Regions from separate parts of the Mus musculus genome. Here regions 2, 3, 4, 5 and 6 are each linked to region 1. A link is a contact called in public HiCAR-type, HiChIP or PLAC-seq and Micro-C data. All regions are on one chromosome and are shown on one strand. Each heading gives the region's core, a stretch centred on a gene start, on an enhancer-like site or on the middle of the called end of the contact. The rest is flanking DNA. Distances are from core to core; before and after follow the strand shown.

Region 1 (3,700 bases), core at 475-2,974:
AGACCATAACAACTGGATCAAGCAGTCAAGACGCAGACACACCCATAGCTTCACAGCTGTTCTAAAGGACAGTATGTGACACTCTCTTCAGTGGGCTTTTTTTTTTCTTTTAATTTAACGATCCTTAAAATACTTACCTCAACCTTAGGCAAAACAACAGCAACAACAACAACAAAAAAATCTAAATTCCATTTGCTCCACACTAATCTATACAAAATCATTTCCCATGGGGTAAGGGGAAGCTATGTATACAGCTAAAAACGATTAAGCTGAAATTAACTGTTATCCAGTGCATTTCCTAAATGCCCGATAAATTACTTTGACATTTTGGAAGTCAAGTTTAGACCACATGTTAACTAGAAAATGACCTTAATTCTTCCCTGGGATGCAGTCACATTAATTAGCAACTTGCATTCTGCTAAGAGCACTCTACAACAATAACGCAAAAGCAACCACTACTGAGAGCAACCATGTACATTTATTTTTGCAGCCGTAACAAGTATTTTATTTTCCTCTACTCTTACCACGAGATAGATATAGATATATAGATAGATATCGCACGCATATTATGGATATAAATACGAGCACGAATATATATGCTAGGGCCTTCCCCTAAAATTTCAAACTCTTAAATCAAGAGTATTACAGCTGTGAAGCTATCAAAATGTCTTAAACGCAGCTCGTAGGCCTCACACCCACCCCTCACCCAGGCCCGGAGCCGCATTTTGAATCATTCATAGCAGGTAGTCGACTACAGAGGCTGGTTTACAGAGCCAGTTCCCAAGGAGGGGCTCGGGGAAGATAGGCGAGACCTACATCTGCAGTTCTGAGGCTGTTCAGGGAAAGCAAAAACAAAAAACCAAAACCAAAAACCAAAAAGCACGCCCTCTACGTACATTACAGTAGCGGACAGCCACGGGCAGCAGACACAGCATGCGTTCACAGAGAGGGGGCTCCCTTCTCGGCTTTGTTTTCTCTAGGTTGTATTGTACTTTTTTTAAGGGACCCTGTACAGGAGACTGCAAGGAGGAGTTGGCACAGGGCCGGGAGGGCAGCTGTCCCCGCCCCGTGCCCGCACCGACCGACGCCTGTCCCGCAGGACCCCAACCCTCCGGCAGCGGGCAGGGCCGGCCGAGGCGGACCAGGCCTCGGTTCGGGGCACCGACCCCTCACCGGATCTCCGTCCGGACGACACCCCTCTCCTACCGTCCCGTCCCCCGCGTCCAACTGCGTCGGACCGGGCGCCCGGAGGCTCCTCTCACCGCGAGCGCACGCAGCCACGCACGCCCGGCCGCCGGGGATGGGGCTGCGGAGGAGGGGGCGGGCCCGTGCTGCAGCTCCCCGGCCCGACCGACCCGGCCTCGGAGAGCGAGCACCGGCAGCTCCCCGCAGCCCCGGGCGTTGGGCGAGCGCCGGTGGCCGGAGGGCTCCAGGGCCAGCGTGGACAGGGACCGAGCGTCCCGACCCCCGCGGCGAGGCCTCCACGCCCCCTCCCCCTCCCAACGTGCGGCAGCCTCCGCCGACCCGGGCCTAAGGGACGAGGACGCCGCCCGCCCGAGCGTGCGAGCCGCGCCCACAGTACTGACCCCCTCGGGCCGCCGCCGCTCGCCCGGGTCTCCGGTCCGCCGGGCCCCGACCCCGTTCCTCAGCCTCCGCCGCCGCTGCCTCGGAGCGCCTCTGGCCCCGCTCGCTCTGTTTGTTTTTGTTTTGTTCTACCCAGTAACACGGGGGCGACGGCGTGGCGTCTATTGGCCGAGAGGAGGACGTCCCGCAGCCAATCGTGGCGGCCGAGCTGCAGCCGAGGCGGCGAGGCAGAGCTAGGGGAAGTGAGACGTGGAAATAGGGGCGGGGCTCAGGGGGGCGGGGCGCCGTCGGCGCATGCGCGCTGGGCTTGGGACCCGCTCGGCCACCAGCCAGAGTGGGGGTTAAGTGCAGAGGGCCGGGTTGTGAAAGCGGGCGGAGGGCTGTGCCGGGCTGGGGGCTGGGGGCTGGGGCGCGGCTCGTGGACCAGACCGGCCAGTCCTCTCTACAGGGCGTCTCAGCCCAATTCTAGGGCGGTTGTGGATTTCCTGAGGTCCCCACTATTTCTGGGCGTCTGGGAGAATCTGCAACCACTACTTAACTTCTGCCCGCTGGTCCTTGCTCTCGCGTGGCTCCTGCCGTGTGTCCACGTGCTCAGGAAGTTTCTCGCAGGAAAAGCCTAACCCCTTTGAGATAAAAATCGCTCCCTTTTCCCAGATAAAGAGATACAAAAACTGAAGTCCCTTTGCTAACCAGCCAGGCCACTATGGTGCTTGCATTCTTTCCAAAGCTGGGTTTCTCAACCATGGCTATGGTTTGTGTATTGAATCAGCCCTCTCTAGCTGTCTTCTGTGACGTTTCCTTCTGGCTGCCATCTCTAGCCTTCATTTTGTCTCGGATGTTATCGCCTGAGATAATGTGCAGCACCGTATGTTCTTCCTGTGCACCTGGAAAGTGACTGACCTGCTTTCTCTGGCCATGTTTACCTTTAGTCTGAATGGCAATACCAGAATGTTTCCCTTGGTCTTTTCAGAACTGAACTGCTCGATAGCAACCACCATCCCCTAACGTGGGCCTTTCTACCCCGGCTCTTACTGCCTGGTGTTATCTAATGTTCTTCACACACACACACACACACACACACACACACACACACACACCTTCACAAGCTCCCCACTGCCTCCCTGGAGTGCCTGCTTCTCAGCAGACACCCTAGAGCCCACAGTGCGACTTATAGGCTTCAAGGCTATGTCTGCACACCCTAACCCCTGGATACCCGTCCTCCTGAACCCACTTGGACAGCTCACTGCTCCGCATCCTCCCTTGTGTCTTGCCAGGTCTTTTATCATATCATCTCGAAATGTCTCTCCTAGATGGCCTCTCTGCCTGGTACATCTTATCCAAGTCTCTCAGCCTCCCTCAGTCTTTATCAAGTCTCATGCCAGTATGATCCATTTTCTGAAACCTGATTCCGCGGAGCACCAGCCAGTCTGCAGGGACTGAGGACATTCTGCCCGGCATTGTTTCATCTGAGTCCCAGTCCTGGCTTGTCCCACAAGCCCCGTGTCTCACTCACCCTTAGTATGGTGAGCTTGAGAGGTGCTTTGTAGATATATTATACCCATGTAATAAGTACGCCTTGTGCGAGCTCACAGAGAATCCCAAAAGTCAGTAGTCATCACCGGCTCTTGCTCGGGACTTCCTCACATGGCCAGCATCTAAAGCGTCACTTGGCACATGCTACTACATCCAGGCTTTATAAGGCAACTATCCCAAAATCAGGAGATAAGAATAAACAACTCCCATTTTTAAAAGGGAATCTTGGACCTTTAAAAGAGTCTGTTTAGGAAATCTGCCCCCTGGGAAAATATTGTCTAATTGCTCCCTGGGGGGGAAAAAGGCCTAGTAGAGAATAAAACATTCAAATCCCTTCTGCTAACCATCTCCACCCTCACCCTGATACCTGAAATTCCCAAACACACCTTAGTATGTGGTTGACCAGTTTGGACAAAATAGGAATGATGTTCTTGTCCCAGCTGCTTAGTCTCTCTCTATAACAACCCCACTCTCTCCTCAAGACTTGTTTCTTTACCAGTAAAATTCAGAAGTACATGAATTTTTGTAGTACTTTAATAGGCATCCTGAAAAAAAAATGTAGGGGAGAAACTGTTTCATGGCC
Region 2 (3,942 bases), core at 442-2,941, 1.2 Mb before region 1:
CAGGACCCCGGGATGGAGAGCACATTCAGAACTTGAGAGAGACTGAGTCCCTGGGGCTGGAACTGAGAGAGGAGGGGGCTGGGAGGGCCAGCTGTGGTCAGAGTGGCTTCTGGCCAAAGTGCAAGACTGACCAGTGCTTAGGTTGTGTGGAGGTTGGAGCCAGGTCAGCCAAAAGGAACAAGAGAGCCAGTGGACTTTGGAGGGCCATGTGCATTAAACCTGGGCCTCTCATCACACCACACATGGGGCCAGCTAGGCTAACAGGGAAGGGGCTTGGCCAACATCACAGTTAGGGTGAGAAAAGCTGACTCAGTCCTGCACGTAAGGAGTGAGGCCTCTTCCCACTGTAGCAGCTAGAGAGGGGTCAGTGGTGTGGAGGAGAGAATTGGCCATAGAGGCACCTCGGGCACAGATGCACCTGGTGCACAGCTTGAAACTGCAGTGTTGTGGTCTGAAGGTGCCACCTTATCTGAAGGTTCACTTGACGGAGTGAAGAGCTGTTCAGATGTCACACTGCAGAACAGGGACATGCTCCAGCGTCTCCATTTTTGGCTCCTTCTTCTACCTCCATAGCTAGACAGACATCTGAGCAGACTCCAGCGTCTGGGCAGTTTTCAGGCCACCCAGCAGCCTCCTGAGTCCAGGTCCCTGGTTCCCAGAAGAGCTTCTTGACCCCTATGTGCCCAGGTTTTCAAAGAAGCTAGCCAGACTCACCAGACCCTGACCCCACGTTGCTCCTGCTCGAGCCCCAAGTTGCTGCACTCTGCTGCACTGTGTGCAAACTCTGCCTGCTCCCTGCTTCCCTCAGTGGCTGTCTTTCAAGTCCTGTGTTCCCTTGTCCTGTATCATGGCTACAGAGAACTGCTAGCCTCCCCCTTTCCCTTGCCCTTGCTGGTGCTGGAGGGACCTTGTTTTCCTTGCCTTCCCTTAGGTGTGTAACCCCCATCCCACCTTTAGAACTTTCTTATGGGCTCTCTCCAGTTCTCCTGATGTCTGGGTTAGGCCAACGTTTTGTTTTGTTTTGTTTTGTTTTCCTTCTGTGAACCCTGGGACACTTGCCTGAATTGCTAGTTTAAGATTTTTGAGCACCAAGCAAGTGAGAAAGAGCTGTGCTAGTTAGAAGTAACAGATGTGGCAGGAGGAGGAGTACGTGTGTGTGTGTGTGTGTGTGGGGGGGGGGGGGTGGGGTGGGGTGGGGGGTGATCCTAAAGCTTTACCCTCCCTGAGATCATTCTTACCCTCTCCTAGGTCTGGTCTGCTCTTCCCCCATCCAGGCCTGGCCTACTTCTGCTCATCAGACCATGCAATTTAGCCCCATTGTTCTGGAAGCTTTGAGTAAGAAGGAACTTTCCCTGTTTCCTTTCCTTTCCTTTTGTGTGTGTTTGGGGGAGGGGGCATGGAGACAGAGAGAGGAGAGGGGAGGAGAATAGGGGGAGAGGGGGAGGGGAGGGGGAGGGAGAGAGAGAGATCAGGAAATAGCTATTGGATTTTCGCAGAGGTTATCACCCCCAGCAAAACCTAAGGGTATCTTCCTGCTGGACAGCCAGCTGGACAGCCTTTCAGCGCTGTGGCGAGAGGCTGATGGGAACGCTCCCCTTCCTGCAGCCATATTTGCTGAAACAGTGAGCCCCGTTCCCCAGCTGCCTCTCCACCCAGGAACAAATAGCTCTCTATGCATAGTTCTGAGCCCTGGACTTGAGAATCCCCTGAAGAATGTTAAGGGGGTTTAGAGTTTCTTAGTAGACACTGCCCTGGTAGGAAGAAAATGGGAGGCGTCAACGTTTTCCTCTGGCCTTTTGACCTAAACAATCAAAGGCCTGTTTCTCAATAGAATTCCCATTCATTGTCCATTCTCTTTCCTTTCCTCTCCCTCCCTCTCCCTGGTCCCCCTTCCCTCCCTCTTCCCAAAGCCAGTTTCTCAGTTTCTCCCCAGCCCACGAGAACAACTGCTCGACCCAAGTATGTCATTTGTTTCACATCTACGTAAGGATCCATCTGGAAAACAGAGGCATCCGAAAAGCAGAGGCAGAAAATGAAAACATCAGTCTAGCCTTAAAACATTTGAAGACACTTCTTCAGGCTTTTGCTTTTCTCATGCATATTTATGAAAACTGAGAACACATCTGCTAGACTGTTGTTCTGTGACAATGCACCACAAGTAATTACCAACTTAGAGAGTATTGCTTGCTTACTTATTGCAAGGGAATGTACCCCTGTTACAGGTGAGAAGCAAAATAAAAGAATAAAACAGGTAGCATGGGAAAATCAACAGAAACACTAAAACTCACCCTCTAGAGACAACTAGCACAAAGTAGGAATTCATTCGTTTCTGAAGATACATGCTTAGTAAGGAGGTCTGCACCTGTTATCCCAGCACTTAGGAGGCTAAGGAAGAAGTGTGCATTTCAATCTAGCCTAGGCTTCATAGTGAACCACTGTCTTGAACAACAACAAAACACATAATAGTGTGTATATGCAGACACATAGACTTATATGTGTGTGTGTGTATTAAAAACATAGTCGTGCCCTAATAGAACACTACTGCTGTCATTTTGTTAAATGGACACGATGTGCCTGAAAGCTACCTTCTAAGTAGTTCTGTTCACATCCACAGGTTAGTGATGCTATCGGCCTTAATCACAGACGCTTCCTTGTGCTGTCTGTGGTGGTTGCTAAAGACTCCCAACTGGTCCAAGTGCTTAGAATAAGTAACTCTGGAATGCTCAACCTTAAATGGGACATCTCTCTCTCTCTCTCTCTCTCTCTCTCTCTCTCTCTCTCTCTCTCTCTCTCTCTCTCTCTCTCTCTCTCTCTCTCTGTCTCTCTCTCTCTGTCTCTCTCACACACACACACACACCCGTGATGCCAACCCTTCAAGGCTGAGGGCACCAGGAAAGAGGGGGAGGGGAGGGCATGCTATGGAATGCCTGCCGCTTTTGGGCATGCCATGCCCACTCCGTTCTGGGACTCTCAGCAGCTGTGCTTACCAGCCCCTGATTGGCACAAAGCACAGCCTGTCCACATCCTCTCATGGACAGGAGAGAAGCTCACGAGGCTAGCCCCTCCCTGAGGAGGCTAGCCCCTCCCTGAGGATCTACAAGCAAGGAGTGGTTGCTGGGGAAGGGGGGTACATTTTCTTCAGTGGTGTAGTTAATGGTAAGTTGCCCATGTTCCTGTAAGTAGACATAACTGAATTTACTGGGTCACCAAGCACAACAAACACACACGGGAAGGCGGAAGGAAGATTAGCTGGGAATAGGATTAAGAAGGGGTAAGAGAAATACTGTGGTTTTTGAACTTGGGGTTAAGGGTCTCCTAACAATGGGAGTGGGGGGTGTCTCTGACTCTTTTATCTGTCCCTTGGAACCCCTTTTTTCCCCTATTGTGTTCTTGGTCCAGCCTTGCTATAACGGCTTTTGCCTAGTCTTACTGTGTCTTGTTATGCTGGTTGGTTGCTATCCCTGGGAGGCCTGTTCTTTTCTGAAGGAAAAATGCGGAAGAGGAGTGGATCTTGGGTAAGGGGAGGTAGGGAGACTTGGAGGAGTAGAGAGAGGGACACTACAATTGAGACGAATAAATAAAAAGAAAAATAAATTTAAAAAAGAAAGGGCAAGAGACAGTAAGAGAGAATATTAATGTGAAAATGTCACAGTATACCCACTGTTAAGTATAGTTTATATTCACTAAAAAAAAAAAAAAACCAAAAAACAACAACAACAAAAAAAAACCAATAAAAACAAAAACGGAAACAAAACTTGAAAAAAAAAACCCACAGCTTAAGCTTTTAGTTTTAGGAAACTTAAAGCAGGGTCACAAGGTACATTCACGGAGGCCATTGATGACCTCTTATAGGATGACAGTACAAAACCATCTGTGTTTTATTAGAGAAGTAGTGTGTGCTGTGTGCAGACGCTGTTGATCCATGGAGCCTATTTAATAACC
Region 3 (3,635 bases), core at 475-2,974, 1.4 Mb before region 1:
GGGAAAAATTATTTATAAACATAAAGATTGGGGGAAATTCTGGACAGGGGGTGAGGAACAACTTAGACTCAAGAGAAGTTACTGCTGTCATCTTGGCCTGGGGCTGACCAGGTAAGAAAGTGAAGATACCCACAATTCTGCAGACCAATGAGAATCATCTCTTCTACACAGTATGCTCCAGAGCTGGAGTAGAGGCAAGTTCAGCAGCCCAGTGATCATTCAATTTCCCTAACGAAACTGAGCCAATAAATAAATAAAACTCACAATTTGTCTGTTACTAACTACTCAAATTAAATCTGTACTTAAAGAAAAAATCCTAAAACACTATCTTATAAGTCACAAAGTATTATATAACAATCCCTTGCTTATTCACAAAAAAAAAAAAAAAAAATCTGAGCCCTTAGAAAAGAAATGTCAAGAAAATCAGACAAGGCTCCCACCTTCCCACTGTTGACAACCTAGCATGCAGGGTAATACCTGGAGGATGCTGAATTGTAAAAGTGAGCAAAGTTGTCCTGTACGAAGTTTCATATAAAACTGGGTTATAGATACCCAAGAAAGATGAGAATCACAGAATCAGGGCAGAGGTCTGAAAAATAGGAATCCTAACAAGAGCTAAGACACAGGGCTTCACAGCTGCGTATCAGTTAATCTTCACAACCGCCCTGAGAGAGGTACGAGTCTCTCGAACCAAGAAGGAAGTTTTGAAGGATAACGAAAACTTGCCTAGGAGACAACTTCTAAGTGGCAAGGGTTAGACTTGAATTCAGGCATCCTAGCTCGTCATTCTAGTGTGCCACGAATAAGGATAACAGAATTATTGACTAAAACGACAACGCTGCTGCTGCATTTACAGATCCACAATCTTGATACTTTCACACAGTTCCTTTGAATACTCATATTTTACAAAAGATAAAAAAAGATAGAAAAAAAAAAAGAAAAGGAAAAAAGAAGAAATCAAGATGCAGAGCAATGTTTCCAAGGCTATACAAGCTTTTAAAAAGCGGTGGGGTAGGAAACAGGCGCCACCCCCCCAAAATGGTTTCCACGCAGAAGGTGCTTTGCATTTGAAGCACATTTAATGCCAATCACAACCTACTACCCAGAACGCACCCCTCCCCGGGCCGCCAGCACCACCCACAGCAGCCTCGCGCCAGCGAGCCCCGCGTGCCCAGGCGGCGTTCCGCGGCCCCCGGCTCTCCAGGCCGCCCCCGCCCGGCCGGGCAGGGTACTCACCGGGAGGGAGCCGAGGGACCCTTGCAATCTTGCTGGTGATCTCAGCAGTGAGCACTGCGAAGTCCTGCTCGTACCCTTCGAAGTCGGAAGACATGGCAGCTCGGGCACGGCCGGCCGGAGCCGGGTTCTAGCGCTCAGAGCGGGACTCGCCAAGGGCGCCCGGCCTCGGCGCAGGGACCCTGTGAAGAAGTCTCCACAGCACAGCGGGAACCGGGAACAACTCCCAGCCCTGCCGCTTCCTGGTTGCTCTACGCAGTCCTTGTCCTCCGGAAACTGCGCTGCCTGCGCCTTTTCCTTTCCACCCAAATCTTCGAACGTAAAACTAAAGAAAAAGTTCACTTTCGGTGACCCCTAAAAAAAAAAAAAGACTACGAAAGCCCACATGCTCTCGGGTATCACAGAATACACGTCCCCCACACTGCAGCTCCAGAGAAACGGCTGGAGCGCCCCCAAACTCTAAGTTGCAGGCGCGGGCTTTCCGAGGGAAGATTGACGCCGCGCACCGACCGGAAGTGGCTGTGGCGGAGCTTGCGCCGAGGACCCGAGCGGGAGGCTCACGGCGGCCGCGTGAACCAGAGACGCGCGGGTCCGAGTTCCCCGCGCAGGTCTCGCCGTCAGGGTTCGCATTCGGCTTGCTCAGACTGAAGCGCTCATGACAGAGCTATAAGGAGGAGAAAATCTGTTCCGCTGAGCCCGGGCCGTCCCGGAAATGCGATGGCTGTGGAGCGGGCACCGGAGACCAGACTGAGGTGGGAGTCACCGCAGGGGGTGCAACCCGCTTACGAGGCGGTCTTCGCCTCGACCTAGTCGACCCAGCATCTCCAAAATATCGAGCCCAGACCTCGCTTAATAAGACGTTTGTCCTGTGAGTGAAGATCCCAGAGCATCCCGCACCACTACATGGGCGGGAAACTGAGGCAGGCACCGACCGGGCTGGCGCATCTGCTCCGTGGGAATCCGTTACGCATACGTCATACCCATGTGTCATAGGTCTTTTCCCGGCTCATTTCACTCCATTCAGAACTCAGGTCTACAACTATTCCCCGTGCGTGCCTTCTTCCCTTCTCCCTCGGCCCCGGAGGGAATTATCCCCCCCCCCCCGCCCGCTTAAATCCACTCTGTGCTCGTTCTCGTGCACTGCTTCAGTTGTGATTTTTCGCGCACACACATGCGGCCTTCTCGTTTTAATCTCACCCTTCTTCCTGTACCTTTAACCCCGATCGATTGCTAATGTTGGCGCTTGGGAGAACAAGTGCCCAGTTATTAATACACAAAGTATTATATGCGTAGAGCATGTCACAGTTAATTCACAACTCGTTGGGAGGCAGTTTAGAACGTCCTAAAAAAGAAGTTTGGTGCTTCTATTCTGGACTTAGCTGTTACTTGTGACCTTGGTCGGTCGATATAATCACAGTCTCTCTAAGCCAGTTTCTGTTCTAGGAAGAATTAGATACGTGATAATTAGATAAGACCCTGCTTCTCAGCTCCCTAAGTCTTTGTTCTCTCTAACGATCCACTAAGCTAGGAGTAGTCGATCCTTTCTGGCACTTTGAACAGAAGAGGAAAACTGTTTAATATGTCCGGTTTTCGTGCACTTCAAGCTCGGACTGTATTCTGGATAGGTCCAAAGTAATTATTTTTGTTCTCGATAAGAGGTGAACTCCACACTAGTGTGCTTTCGAGGTGCTGAGTCAAGTGCTCCTTGGAGTTAAATATTAAATAAATGGCATATGGACTTTCTAAACGGAGTTTTCCCATCTTGTTTTCTTTAGGCTGTGTTTCAAATCAACCTATATTCTCCTGTGAGATACAGAGTTCTGGAGGCCACAACTGAAAATGACATACCCCACCTCAGTGACCCTTCAGCCAAAGGCATGACAGCTCAGGCACACACATGGACTTGTTGCACACAGAAATGTGTGCACAGGAAAAGGAGATCTCTAGTTCTTTAGAAGAAAGAAGTCATTCTTCACCAAGATGGGCATATTCTGCTCAGTAATCAAGTTTGAAAATCTTCAAGACTTAAGGAGACTGTGTCATTGGGGTCCCATCATAGCCCTGGGTGTTATAGCAATATGTTCCACAATGGCCATGATCGACTCTGTCTTGTGGTATTGGCCCTTACATACAACTGGAGGAAGTGTGAACTTCATCATGTTGATAAATTGGACCGTCATGATTCTTTATAATTACTTCAATGCCATGTTTGCTGGTCCTGGCTTCGTCCCTCGGGGGTGGAAACCGGTAAGAAAAAGATCCATTTGACAATGACCTTTGCATAATTTTTTTATGTTTAGTTTGCCATTATGATAACGTTTTGGTTTTTACCTAATCAGCCTCTGTCCTAGGTGACACTGGTGCTACTCCAGTGACTGATGAGTACTTATGTGTAGAACTTG
Region 4 (3,905 bases), core at 287-2,786, 1.2 Mb before region 1:
TAGGTCACTAATGCTTTGGGCCCATGCTATTACCTGAAGATGCCCACTCTGAATTGCTCTCTCTCTCTCTACTCCCAGAAAATTGTCTTGGTGTATTTACGTCTACGCTAAGGAACTCAAATTAAAGGACTGTCCTTTTTTTGGTTAATCTTATTAGAATCATAGTAGATCATAGAAGGAGAAAAATTATTTATATCTGTAATTAAATCCTATGTTTCTCCTTGATATTTAAACCTTGTTTTCCCCATCTGTAAAATGGGCACAGCACTTCTTTCATGAAAGTGACTTTGAGAAAAGAGATTCTGTGGTGGACTTACTGTGTTTTCAGCACATGGAACAGGGTGAACAGGGAAGCAAAGAAAACCAGTTGCCCTTGGACAAGCTAAATATGAATGGTGCACCAGGCATTAAAAGCAGCAGGCCATTTGTGTCTTTGGAGAGGACAAAGGACTTAGAAGGGAGTGGTATCCAGTCATGAAAGGGCTGTTTGGTGAACTACAGTGTTTGTATGCTTCACTTCAGCGGGCATGCAGCAGTGGCCCTGCATGGGCTAAGGATCTGCTTACTATGGGGCTCAGAATCTGTGAACAAGAGAAGCTGGACCGCGTGGTTCCCTCAGACCGAGTTGTTCATGCTGACATCTAAGATGCTCTTGAACAAGCAAATGGCAAGGGAGAGGCTTGTGATTCTTTTTCTGTTGCTTTTCTGTCTTACTTCTCCTGGAGAGAGGCTGACCCAGAAGAAAGCACGGGTGCACCTCCTCTTAGGAGACCTCCTGAATTCTTCCCTGCCGGCAGTGACAACTCCCTTCTCCCTTTGCTTTGTCTCAGGAATTATGTCGCTCCTGTAGCCAGCATCCCACATCCCCTTCCTTCAAATCCCACAGGAATAGCTTGGGTGATAAACCCATCCAGAATATTGTTTTCTGCTGGGGAAGTTCTGAGATCAGGAGCCTAGGAGGTGAGCTGGGAGCTGAAGCTTTGGAGATGGGCTCATGGTCTCTTCCTTGGTCGCCCATGCGTGTTCCCAGAGCTGCCCACTTGGCCTGCCCTGGTAGTACCAGGTGTCTTGTCTACTATCTTTTATGAATTCTCAGGCCAGGACATTAGAGAGTGCGCTTTAAAAACTTGGTTAGCATATTTCCCAGACAAAAACAGTGGCCAGGAAGGCAGTTGGAAGGTTAGGGATGAAAGGAGGACTGCAGGCCTCGGGCTCCTGAGCCACGCAGAAGGAGCCTCCCCGCCTTTCCAGTAGGGGTCTGCACCGCTGACCCTCACCACGCCTCCACCCAGTCTCTGACAGCCAATCAACTCTCTTCATTTCCTTTTCCCTATCTGGGGCCTCACTCCTGCCTTAGTCAAGCCCTGACCATTGCTTTCTGGGCACAAGGGGTAAAGAGACCTCGCTGGGGCCTGGTTGTTTTAGCCAAAGATGCTCGAAGGAAACAATTACTGGCAGGACGGACCAGCACTGTGAATTCAAGGCCCAGAACACTCGGCACTTGTATTCTGGATTTTAAACTCCTCATTGGATGGGCACTCAGAGGATCAAATGTTGAGAAAGGAACAAAGAAGCTGTGCAGAGGAACTCTACACCAGGAGATTTCCAAAGGCAGTTCAGATGGCCCATTATTCTCCAAGGCAACCGCACGCCTGCCTCTCTCTCTCCATTCTGGAGAACTTGACAGTAACATTGCAGGGGGTGGGGTGGGGGTTGTCCATTGTCAACATTCAGTTCCCAGAACCCGATCCACCCCACTTCAGTGCCATCCAGTTCTTCAATTGCACTTAGATGTGGAATGGGGTTCTGGGGTGTCATGCTGGGTGTGATAATGAGAGCACCCAGTCCCTGTTCCTGGGTGCTTCCTCAGGGGCCCCAGTGACAGCAGATGCTGCCACAGGCCTGGCTTTTGCCTTTCCTACCCTTCTGGCTGTCTCACTACACTGACCTCACTTCAAAGCTTTGCTTTGTCTCCACCCAGAATGGGGGCGTGGCTGTGTATTGGGCTTCAAGTGTCTTGCCACAAACCAAGGCAGTCAACCATTCCCCAACCCCCAAAACAGCAAACAAACACCCAAACCAAACTAAAGAAAAACATGGCACCCCTACTACCACCACCACCAATCACATAGATTGCTCCACCCTAGGCCAGGGCGTCCCTTTCCCAGTGAACCCTTACGCTAGCCTCTCTGCAGAGGAGGGGTAGTTGTCATGGGCTACTTGAACATTGCTGGTAACGCTATGTATTTTGAGTCAATTCCAAGTAGCAACTTGGAAGAACAAGGGCCTGGGAAAATGAAAGCCAGGGGACCAGGCAGCAGCAGAAGGCTGGCTCCCCCTCCCCTCTCCCAGATGGAGCTCCATGGGACTTGTAAGAGATGCTGAGATTTTGTTTACAAATCCCCAAGCACTTTGCCACACTCTTAGTCCCTACTGAATCACATGTTATTGTCTTGTACACTGATGCTTAGGGTGAGCTTGCTGGATGGGTGGAATTCCCCACACCAGGCAGCATAGCGGGCACCCTTAGATAACAGAGAATGTGTCGTGGGTCTGATAAGCATCACTTTGGGTCCTTAGCACTTTGCTTCCTCAGCACCCCGTCAGTAGGCCAACATCCCTGACCCACCTCTAATTAGTCCCAGGACTCTGCAACAAGGCAGAGCCACTCCATTTAAGGAATTCACATCCCAGAAGAGGGGACAGGTCACTAACAGGAACTGCATGTGACATTGGAGAGTGGAACAGTGCAGTGTGTCACGGGGCAACCGTGTCTCTACTTTGACCTTCACTCCCTTCTCTGCCCTTGTCGTAGTTTGTCTTCTTTCTTAGCTGAGCCTCTAAGCTATTTCTCCAGCAATCTCTAGTGGTTCCTAACACTCATAGATTTACATAGGCAATGCCTTTCCCAGTAAACTAAGGATAAATTTGCAAGGGGTGTATGTGTGTGTGTGTGTGTGTGTGTGTGTGTGTGTGTGTGTGACCACATGTGTCCAGGTATATGTGTAAGGATGTGAATGTGTAGGCTAAGGTCAAGTGTTGTACCTCAGGCAGTATCCGCCTACCTTTTGAGACATAGTCTCTCACTAGGACCCAGGGCCAGCCAATTAGGCAAGACTGGCTGGAGAGTGAACTCCAGGCATCTGCTTGTCTCTGCCGTCCCAGGGGCAGAACTAGAATGTGTGCACCATCATGCTGTGGTGAATATTATTTGTGGGTTTTTATCCCACCTTAGATAATTTAGTAACCAAGAAACACAAGAAGCTTTGTATTTATAATAAGTTTTAGAGCTGAACAGAGATCAACCCTTTGTGTTATTTTGTCTGTTTCTTGTTTCTTTTGTCTGTTTCAATTATCTCCGAGATATCACTTGCCAGGCTATACCTGGTCTGTTCCTACAACAGACTCGTGTGCTCATGATCCACCAACCCCAGGGTACCTTCCTCCTCCTTCCTCCTCTCTCCCCATGGTCTTTGCCTCAGATCCCAAGCCTGACATGAGAAGCCCTGCCCACCTCTCTCGGTCCAGCTAAAGACCGTAGGCATCTTATTTTAACCAATAGTTGTAAATTACAGAGCAAGGTTTGCACCACAAAAGCTGGCATACAAGAGAGTTCACCATCTGGAGGCAGCTAGACCTTGGGATAGAGTTTTTGCATTACAAGACATAGCAGCAGACCAAACCTCAACACCACCACATTCAGCATGAGGTGGCAAATACTGACAGCTGCATCCTCCCCGCCCCCCCAAGTGGGTTTTAAATACAGCTATGCATATACAACGTTAGGACTTGTGCTTTTTAAGAGTCTGTCTTTCATGCTCAGTGGGGTGGAAAACATTCTTTTTATCAGGTGATGGTGTTTACCCATTGATAGTTTATGTTAATACAGTGCCTGGTACAATAAA
Region 5 (3,916 bases), core at 601-3,100, 1.2 Mb before region 1:
GCATTTTAAGCATCCTTTATGACCACCGAGAATCTTTTAGCTATGACTTGTAGATCCAAGAGCAGTCCCCATATTGTGCTAGCCACAGTGAGTGTTCTTCTTCACTTCATGTTTATGTGTTCTTCTTCCCTGAACCTGTGTCTGCAGGTCTCCATGGCTTCTTTTGCCACATAGCTTTCTCCTCTCTGGTACTCTGATGTTGCTCCTGCTTTGACACCCATAGTCTCTCAATTCTATCTCCTCATTTCAGTCTACCTAAACCTGGCTGAATTCCTTCTTTCTGTACTGAAGCCTGATAACTCTCTCTAGGTGATAAGCCAAAGCAAGTACAGGGTTCAGCTCATTGTGTGCCTCCCCTTGGACTGTCGACCTAAGGTACAGAATGTCTGATTCTTGAATGTCACTGTTTTATACTGCCTGTTTGGTTTTTCTTGTATTAAATAAGACAGCAAATTCTCCCCTGTTGCTCCATCTTGACTGGCTAGACTGGTTACTATAAATCACTCTGCTGATAAAATAAATTGCTTAGGGTGCCACCTGTTTCCAAAACAATTTTCATTATGTAACCAGAACTTAGCACGGCAAACCCACATTCACATGCACAGCCACTCTTGTGCAAGAAGAGTCACTATGACTGAGTTTTATGTAAGACACACTTTCCATATGGCTTACATTTTAGAATTTCTTTGTCAGTCTAATTCATTTCTCTTATCTTCTTTATCAATCTAAAGTTTTTCTTCATGCTTTCCTTCCATGCCTGTTTTGTTGTTAGGGCCCCTGTATCCTGTGCACAAAATTTCACAATGTTTTGGGATAAGAAATTACTCTTTGTAGCCAATATACACTCCTTGAGAGCCTTAGTGAAGTATGTTTGTTTTTTTTTTTTGCTAAGGTACATGTGAGGCTAAATCAAGGCAGGGTCCTTGATGAATGGCCACTTCTACTCTCTGGGGTTGTTTCCCAGAAGAGAATATTTGCTTTGTAGGATGGGTTTATAAAGAGAAGTGGAAAGTTCAAGCTAAGGAAATCTAGTTTTTCTTGTTGTGCCTCAGCTCCCAGTATTTACTGGGTGCTTATTATAACATATTAATTAGGACCCTGATGTAAGGCACTGTCGCTGCCATGGGTTTGCAGTCTGACACCGATGGATGAGGACCTGAGACATGGTGCTCTGGTTAATCTTTGAGATGTCGCAGGAGGCTGTGATAATGGAGGAATGGGGTGGAAGGGAAGGCTTGGAGAAGCAGTTCTGGGACTACAGAGTGCTGGGATGAGAGGCAGAAGCACAACAGGAGAGGGACAGCATCTCCGGGCCACAGCAGGGACAACTGCTGGGGACAGAGGGAGAGGAGCGGCCTCTCTGTTTATGTCTGATGTGCTGGGCCCAGGCATTTGGGTTCTAGGGAGCTATGGGCATGTTTTTAGTTATCTTTCAAGCCTTCCTTTGTCTATTCTACATTTTTTTCGCCGTTGCGGGCTCGGTCACTCAGACATTTCACAACGTTGCACTCTGCAGTCCTTGCCTCTTCATTCTTCACAAATTGAGCTTGGTCTCACATACAAAAAGGCAAGATCACGCACAAGTACCTAAACCCACGCAGCCCGAATGCATTCCGCCACAGGACAGGGCCTGGTGCTAGCCTAGGCTAGCTGAGGTCACGCAAGGGAGATGGCAGACAGACAGACAGACCCACCGGCCGATGCACGAAGCATGCAGCTTGGGCAGTGTAGACATCAGGCTCACTCCCCATGCTCTCCGTCCCCACCGTCCCCTTCCTCCAAGCGCCTTACGCTAAGCCTGGCGGCCGGCAGCCCCGACGTCACTGCCGCGCGCCGCCCGCGTCATCGCGGCGCGCCGCTGCAGCAGGCGCAGAGCCGAAGCGCTGGCAGCTGCGTGCGCCCAGGCGCGAGCTGCCGGGCGGGTGGAGAGGAGCGCGGTGCGCTGTGCGCGGTGCGGGCTGCGGCTGCAGACGCCGCTGGGCCGGAGCGCGGGGTCAGGTGCGTGGGTGGGCGCCGCTCTCCCTGGGCCCGCCCGAGGCTTTGCAAGAGTCCGGGGCGGACACCCGGGTTCCCCCTGGAGTGGGCCGGGCTCCCGGATGGGTGGGCACGGTATCGCTCCAGGGACCGGGCTGCAGTGACAGCACCAGCAGGGCTGACATCCCAGCACGCTCCGTCCCGGGGGGCCGGGAGGGAAACCGAGGCAGCGGGGGACTCCGCGAGCAGCTGGCTCCAGGGACCGCCCGCTGACAGCAGCCCCGCGTACCCCACAGTGTCCCGGGCGTGCTATGGAGACCCCTGCCCTCCCTGCAGCCGGACACAGCTGTCGGGTGGCATGCTGCCCATTTTCCAGATGGGAGAAGCAAGGCGTAGTAGTTAACCAACTTGTCCAAATTCACATGCGTGGTGTGCAGACGGGGCCTTGAACTCCAGAGGGGCCCCCTTGCCCCTGCCTGTGGCCCACTGTCAGATTTTGTTTTCTTCCCTGCTCAGCACTGCTGTTTAGAGCCTCTGGGATTCTTTTCTTTTATTCTCCTCCCCTCTCCTGTAAAAAAATCTGGCTTGACCTCAAGTAAACCCTGTGGGGCTGGAGGAGCAAGGCTTGGACGTCTGTTGGCACAAGCCTCCCTTTCCTCCTCCGATCGCCTCATTTCTTTTCTCAGGCTGCAGTGTGCTCCCCCACTCCCGGCCCCCCTCCGTTGTGTGGCCATTCAGAACCGGAAGTTGGTAGGGGGAGGGGGCGTCGAATCTTTATAATAAAGAACTTTTCCCACCAGATGGGGTGCTTTACTGATCTCTGGTGTCAGCTGATTGCTTATGCTGAACGGCTAAGGGCAGATGTTGTTTTGAGGCTAAACAGTTATCGGAGCAAATCCACGTGGGGATTGTAAAGAGTCCAGGTGTTCCTCTTAGAGAACAGTGTTCTCTCACTGAAGGTGGATTTTGATTTTAAGAGAAGAATCTAATGCTGGGGGGCAGGGGGAAGCCAGCAGCTAAAATAATTAAATAAAGATGATATAAGGTTTTTAAAAATTAAAAAAAGCTGCATTCATACATATAAAATGTCTTACCAAGTAAGCTTACGCTGGGGCTGGAGATGTGGCGCAGTGGTTAACAGTCCCGCTGATCTTTCAGAGGATCAGAGTTTGGTCCCAGCACTTGCATCAGGTAGCTCACGACCTAGCTCCAGGGATCTGATGTGCAGTATTGGCCTCCTCCAGCACTCATATGTATATGCCTATACATGCACACACATCCATAAATAAATAATAAAAAAGTTTTTGTCTCTATCCTCCCAGGGATACTCAGTTATTAACAAAAGTGAAATAATTATTCGTTGCAAGCCAGTATTATTACAAGTGCCTTATTTTGAAGTTGTCTTCCTTTTTTTTACAAGTGACTTCTCATGACAGTTTTGCCCAGGAATCTGAAGGCTACAGCTGCTGTATCCTTGTATGTTCGGAAAATACTGGTCTGTGAATGTTGACCTTTGAGGTCAGGGCAGTTTAGCAGACATGTAAACAGATCGGGCCAGATGAGCACTCTACCACCAAGCTATAGCTTTTTGCTGCTACTCACTACACTAGCAATCTGTCAGTTCATGTAATATCTTGTTACTAAGCAGAACTGTGAGGAGATGAGCAGTTTGAGGCCCGGGGTTACTCTCTGGATACTTCCTTGAGTAGTGCTTATTTCTTACAGCACATGGTTTGGGACTTGCACGTTCTGCCATGGAGGAGTCTTCAGTGACAGTTGGCACAATAGACGTTTCTTATCTGCCCAGTTCATCGGAATACAGCCTTGGCCGATGTAAACACACCAGTGAGGACTGGGTAAGTTGACGAGAAGCCTTCATCACAGCCCACTTAAAATGTTTGCAGTGATATCAAGTAGAGATTAATCATCAAAGAAACTGCTT
Region 6 (4,134 bases), core at 490-2,989, 1.2 Mb before region 1:
TAGCATTGGAAATGCAAATGAGGAAAATACCTAATAAAAATATTAAAAAAGAATATTTAGCCTCATGACATAGGCCATGAAGCACTGATTATTTTGACCCAATCTTTGAAATTCAGAGAACTTAGCCTTATTTCTTGTAAGAATCTTCAGAGAACCATGGCAGAAAGGAGGCTGAGAAATGAGGGGCCAAAGTTAAGTTTGGAGGCTTAGTAGGGTTAGTAATTGCTTACAGGACTTTGGGCACATGATTGAATTCTCCCTTTTATAAGTTGGAGCTAATAAACGTAAGTGCCAGACGAGTCCTTTAGAGCGCCCCAGAAGTACAATTTACTTCCAGCGTGAAGGTGAGCTGCTTTTGTTATACTGGGTTTTCTTGAGGCAGGTTTTGACAGTGGATTCGGAAGGTCCCTTGCCTATTTCTGCTTGTCTACTGTGACAGTCAACCTGAGGAAGATCTCGGACCCACCATCTCTTTCTGAATCTTCCTGCAGAGGATAGTCTTAGCCTCTGTGCAGAGTGCTGGTGAGCCAACCTGTCATGGGTGACCTTCAGTTTATAAGCTAGGGCTGACCCTTGACACACAGCTTAGCTTTTTCGCTCTCAAGAATGTTCTGGGGGCCCTGGTGCTAAGAGGCTTCTGTTGCCCACAGCAAGTGACCCATTAGCACTCCTTTCTTTTTTCACCCCCCTCTGTCTCCTTTGGTCAGTCCCTGCTTCTCCTTCCTGGCAAATGCTTGCACATAGATGACCTGTTGCTGAACTCTCCTGTCTTGACTGGTTCTAGGAACACCAAGCAAAGACAGCCTTACTCTTCATTAGACTATGCTGAGCTGATGCCCCATTTTGGATGAGCAACATGATGGGAGAGTGATGGAGAGGTCCCCTCTGTTGTTTCGTTGGCAAAGGTCTACTATCTACCATGGTTGGAAATAATCACAATGGAGATTAAATATCCAGGAAGTGCTAGTACTATCCAGAGCCAACCTTCACAGCACCAGAAGATCATACAAGTGCCAAGCCCTCTCCTCTCCCTGGAGCAGGACTGTATCTCCTCAGGGACAAAGGCCACACCTAAGGAAAGTCCCTAACAACACTGCATTTGGTTGAGACTCTGGAGAGCCTGCCAGGCTGTTCTGGAGACTGGGGTATGGCGTCCAGGTTCTCATCCAAGACACTCAGTCTTGAAGGAAGAACAGATAGTTTAAATGGGAAGTCTCAAAATTTCCCCTAATTGAATTCGACAGACCATTAAGTGGTTCTATACAGGATCTGTATGTTGTCACAGCACTCTGGTGATAGGGAGGCTCCAGGCCCTTGGCTTTTCAAGCAAATGCAATATCGTTTCTGAGCTGTTAGATTTTCTTTTCCTGTATATTTTTGGGTGTGGTTAATGTTGTTAGATCTATGCTCCTGCCTCAGGTCGGGGGGTTGGTGGGGAACAGAGGTGTGTATCTTTCTCTTCCTGCGTTTGCCCGTGCCCTGTGCCAGAGGTCATTTGATCGCGGAGCTTGTGCACTTGTTTTCTGAAAACAGTGGTGTCTCTGGATGCACACGCTTTTAAAAATGGAGGACAGCAGCCCTTTGAGTTTGTAGATGGAGCAGTTTGCCCTTTGCAGTGAGCTGTTTATAAAACACTGAGCACAAATGAACAGCCAGTCACAGACCTGCCAGCTGTGCAGGCAGGACCAGCCGCTTCCCATTGTACAGACAAAGTGGAGGCGGGGTTTGAGGAAACTCTTCAACTTCCTCAGGGGAGCTAGCAGCTACAGCTAGGAGGCTGACCCACAGCTTTCTTCAACCTTGCCTCCTGCATCGTGTGTGTGTGTGTGTGTGTGTGTGTGTGTGTGTGTGTGTGTGTGTGTGTGTGGTGTGTGGTGTGTGTGTGTGTGTGTGGTGTGTGGTGTGTGTGTGTGTGTTGTGTGGTGTGTGTGTGTGTGTGTGTGGTGTGTGTGTGTGTGTGTGTGTGTGTGTGGTGTGTGGTGTGTGTGTGTGTGTTGTGTGGTGTGTGTGTGTGTGTGTGTGGTGTGTGTGTGTGTGTGTGTGTGTGTGTGGTGTGTGTGTGTGTGTGTGTGTGTGTGTGTGTGTGTGTGGTGTGTGTGTGTGTGTGTGTGTGTGGTGTGTGTGTGTGTGTGTGTGTGTGTGTGTGTGTGTGGTGTGTGTGTGTGTGTGTGTGTGTGTGTGTGTGTGTGTTTGGATTTCAGGACTAGTATGTTAAGTCTCATCTCGGGTGCAGGGCGAGGAAGGAGTAAGGATGGAGATGCACTAGGAAGAAGAAAATTATTATTTCCAAAACATGATGCCCCATGTCAGGACCCAGCCAGGGCAAAAGGGGTGCAGCTGTGGCTGTGTGAGGGGGAACCCTAGCCTCACCGCTGCAGGTGAGAAGAGCCAGTCTCACCATTGGGATCTCGGGGAAGAAAAGATGGCCGCCAAGGGAAGAGCACTGGTGTCTTTCTAATTGTTTTCTTTTGGCACGGAGCCTAAGGTGTCGACAAAAAGTTGGACCCATAGAAATTGGCATTAGAATCTGGAGACACAGCCCATCTACAGTTAGCTTTGCCTTTGATGTCTTTGTTTGCATGATATTGTGCCCAGGTGACCAAAGCGTTGCTACTCAGTCGCGGAACCTGGTTAAGACTTCCTGGGTTCAAGTCCCAGCTCCACACTCAGCAGCCACTGGATCTTGAACCTGTTTTCTGATGCTCCGTCTTCACCTAGCAGGTGACAACACGTTAGCGTGAACACGCCGGATGCACCCCAGCCTGGCTTATGATGGCAGCGTCATAAATGTTAGCTCAGGGTGCTGTCTCCGAAGAGAATACCTGGCAAACTAAGTTTTCTTCTGCCTGCCCACTCCTTCCTCTGCCATCATTTGACAGGCACTGGTTCAACCTCTGCATAAACAGGCTTTGGGATTCCCCCCCCCCCCATCCTGTCTTAAAGGCATACATTAATTTTCATTTTCTTCGATCAGGTGGTCCTGTACCAAAACGCTGGGTGTGGCCATGCCACACATTTTGGATCTGACCACTAGGTGGTGATAGAACTTCATCAGCGGGTTCTAAGCCACGATGTAGGTAATTAAAAAAGGAAAGAAAGGAAAGGAAAGGAAAGGAAAGGAGAGGGGAGGGGAGGGGAGGGGAGGGGAGGGGAGGGGAGGGGAGGGGAGGGGAGGGGAGGGGAGGGGAGGGGAGGGGAGGGGAGGGGAGGGGAGGGAAGGGAAGGGAAGGGAAGGGAAGGGAAGGGAAGGGAAGGGAAGGAGTGGCCGAGGCTGTCCAGACAACTAGGGCGAACATGTTGCTTGTCACATACTACCAGACCCCAGGATGGCCTCAGATGAAGCCGGGACAGCGAAAGACAAGAGACAGGGCTGAGGCATGGAGCGTGGCAGAGGGCTTTGCTCGGGCAGCTGGAAGTCTGCGGGAAGCTGGAGATTCCAGTGGCTACAGGGCACCTGCTGTCTAGGGACCCTTAGGCAGGAATGTCTGCAGGGACTGCAGAAAGTGAGGGGCGGGACCGGTCCATTCCCTGGTGCCCTGGGGATTCCAAAGCCTATCACGGAGCTCAGGGTCTGTCTTATTCCTCACTTTGGTCCACCCACCCTTGTCCTATCGGAAAACGAAGTGCAAATGATTTCTGAAGTCTATGGCGAGGACCTAAGTGCCTCCCAGCCACCCGGAAATACCTCTTTGGTGCCCACTGTATGGGAACTTGACTTTGAGCCCAGGCTCTGCCAGTTGAAACCGAGTTTCTCCAGGTGAGGCTCCCATTTTAAGCTCCTTTATTCATTCACAGAGTGAGTTTTATGTGGGAGCAAACGAGCAAGCTGGGAAGGGTGGATGTCTGATCAGTGGGAAAATGGGGGACTGGTGAGGAAGAACGAGGGAAGGGAATAGGGGCCGGAGACAATGGTCCACAGTTTTATTCTTGCTTGTCCTTTTCTGGGTCCTCTCTATCACACTGAAGGAAGAGGGCACCTGGAACCACCAGGACTATGGCCATTCTGTCCACTAGAGGGCGGAGGCGTTCTTCAGTTTAGCTTGGTGTTGGCGCCGGCTTGGAAAAGTGTGAAGTTTGGGGAGTCTCAGGGTCCAAGGTCTGCAGACTATTTTCTATCATCCCCTTAAATCCCTT

Evidence for each region. A called contact is a pair of places that touch in the nucleus more often than the background predicts. HiCAR-type assays count read pairs that join an accessible place to other places. HiChIP or PLAC-seq counts read pairs in DNA pulled down with a chosen protein or histone mark.
Region 2: an H3K4me3 HiChIP or PLAC-seq map of embryonic forebrain shows a contact between it and region 1, with 6 times the contacts expected there. The contact joins the enhancer-like site here to the promoter of Pdcd4 in region 1. A contact is called at or near these places in 8 of 39 promoter capture datasets (the C10 cell line, cranial neural crest, embryonic stem cells and 4 more) and 8 of 115 datasets of contacts at active chromatin or transcription factors (astrocytes, differentiating embryonic stem cells, embryonic forebrain and 5 more).
Region 3: a contact with region 1 is called in a HiCAR-type map of astrocytes, with 4 times the contacts expected there. The contact joins the promoter of Vti1a here to the promoter of Pdcd4 in region 1. A contact is called at or near these places in 9 of 39 promoter capture datasets (the 3T3-L1 cell line, cranial neural crest, embryonic stem cells and 4 more), 2 of 484 Hi-C or Micro-C datasets (bone marrow-derived macrophages and embryonic stem cells), 8 of 115 datasets of contacts at active chromatin or transcription factors (the NIH/3T3 cell line, the SCID.adh cell line, astrocytes and 5 more) and 3 of 9 other capture datasets (adipose tissue, embryonic stem cells and liver).
Region 4: an H3K27ac HiChIP or PLAC-seq map of acute myeloid leukemia shows a contact between it and region 1, with 10 times the contacts expected there. The contact joins the enhancer-like site here to the promoter of Pdcd4 in region 1. A contact is called at or near these places in 11 of 39 promoter capture datasets (the C10 cell line, cranial neural crest, frontonasal cranial neural crest and 6 more), 5 of 115 datasets of contacts at active chromatin or transcription factors (acute myeloid leukemia, craniofacial prominence, forebrain and 2 more) and 1 of 9 other capture datasets (embryonic stem cells).
Region 5: a contact with region 1 is called in a Micro-C map of embryonic stem cells, with 5 times the contacts expected there. The contact joins the promoter of Gpam here to the promoter of Pdcd4 in region 1. A contact is called at or near these places in 21 of 39 promoter capture datasets (the 3T3-L1 cell line, 3T3-L1-derived adipocytes, the C10 cell line and 12 more), 3 of 484 Hi-C or Micro-C datasets (all in embryonic stem cells), 9 of 115 datasets of contacts at active chromatin or transcription factors (astrocytes, double positive thymocytes, embryonic forebrain and 5 more) and 1 of 9 other capture datasets (adipose tissue).
Region 6: an H3K27ac HiChIP or PLAC-seq map of T-cell acute lymphoblastic leukemia shows a contact between it and region 1, with 13 times the contacts expected there. The contact joins the enhancer-like site here to the promoter of Pdcd4 in region 1. A contact is called at or near these places in 8 of 39 promoter capture datasets (cranial neural crest, embryonic stem cells, frontonasal cranial neural crest and 5 more), 3 of 15 datasets of contacts at CTCF or cohesin (the NIH/3T3 cell line and large pre-B cells), 4 of 484 Hi-C or Micro-C datasets (the N1E-115 cell line, cerebellum and granulosa cells) and 13 of 115 datasets of contacts at active chromatin or transcription factors (T-cell acute lymphoblastic leukemia, VIP interneurons, acute myeloid leukemia and 10 more).

Annotation. Positions count from the first base shown.
Region 1 is chr19:53,901,375-53,905,074 of GRCm38.p6, reverse strand. It overlaps Pdcd4 (programmed cell death 4), which reads right to left and starts at 1,724. Exons shown (of 12, transcript NM_001168491.1): 1 at 1,587-1,724. Gm30990 (basic salivary proline-rich protein 2-like) reads left to right here and starts at 471. Exons shown (of 8, transcript XM_030251154.1): 1 at 471-492; 2 at 1,003-3,700. The coding sequence starts at 471. The coding sequence ends at 2,204.
Region 2 is chr19:55,141,555-55,145,496 of GRCm38.p6, reverse strand. No RefSeq gene overlaps it. Among named protein-coding and RNA genes, the nearest start is that of Gm31418, 16 kb to the right of the region's middle. Within about 2 kb of position 1,691, at least 40 of the 459 cell types and tissues checked have an H3K27ac peak or open chromatin away from gene starts, as enhancers often do. A contact at or near this core is called in embryonic forebrain, embryonic stem cells and liver, where this site is marked.
Region 3 is chr19:55,314,146-55,317,780 of GRCm38.p6, reverse strand. Vti1a (vesicle transport through interaction with t-SNAREs 1A) reads right to left here and starts at 1,724. Exons shown (of 8, transcript NM_016862.4): 1 at 1,237-1,724. The coding sequence starts at 1,330. It overlaps Zdhhc6 (zinc finger, DHHC domain containing 6), which reads left to right and starts at 1,745. Exons shown (of 11, transcript NM_025883.4): 1 at 1,745-1,985; 2 at 3,009-3,480. The coding sequence starts at 3,214.
Region 4 is chr19:55,120,847-55,124,751 of GRCm38.p6, reverse strand. It overlaps a transcript of Gpam not described here. Among named protein-coding and RNA genes, the nearest start is that of Gm31418, 4.4 kb to the left of the region's middle. Within about 2 kb of position 1,536, at least 60 of the 459 cell types and tissues checked have an H3K27ac peak or open chromatin away from gene starts, as enhancers often do. A contact at or near this core is called in liver, where this site is marked.
Region 5 is chr19:55,097,411-55,101,326 of GRCm38.p6, reverse strand. It overlaps Gpam (glycerol-3-phosphate acyltransferase, mitochondrial), which reads left to right and starts at 1,850. Exons shown (of 21, transcript NM_008149.4): 1 at 1,850-1,998; 2 at 3,700-3,830. The coding sequence starts at 3,729. Gm31356 (a long non-coding RNA gene) reads right to left here and starts at 1,784. Exons shown (of 3, transcript XR_001782666.2): 1 at 1,695-1,784.
Region 6 is chr19:55,061,021-55,065,154 of GRCm38.p6, reverse strand. No RefSeq gene overlaps it. Among named protein-coding and RNA genes, the nearest start is that of Gpam, 36 kb to the left of the region's middle. Within about 2 kb of position 1,739, at least 38 of the 459 cell types and tissues checked have an H3K27ac peak or open chromatin away from gene starts, as enhancers often do. A contact at or near this core is called in the N1E-115 cell line, T-cell acute lymphoblastic leukemia and craniofacial prominence, where this site is marked.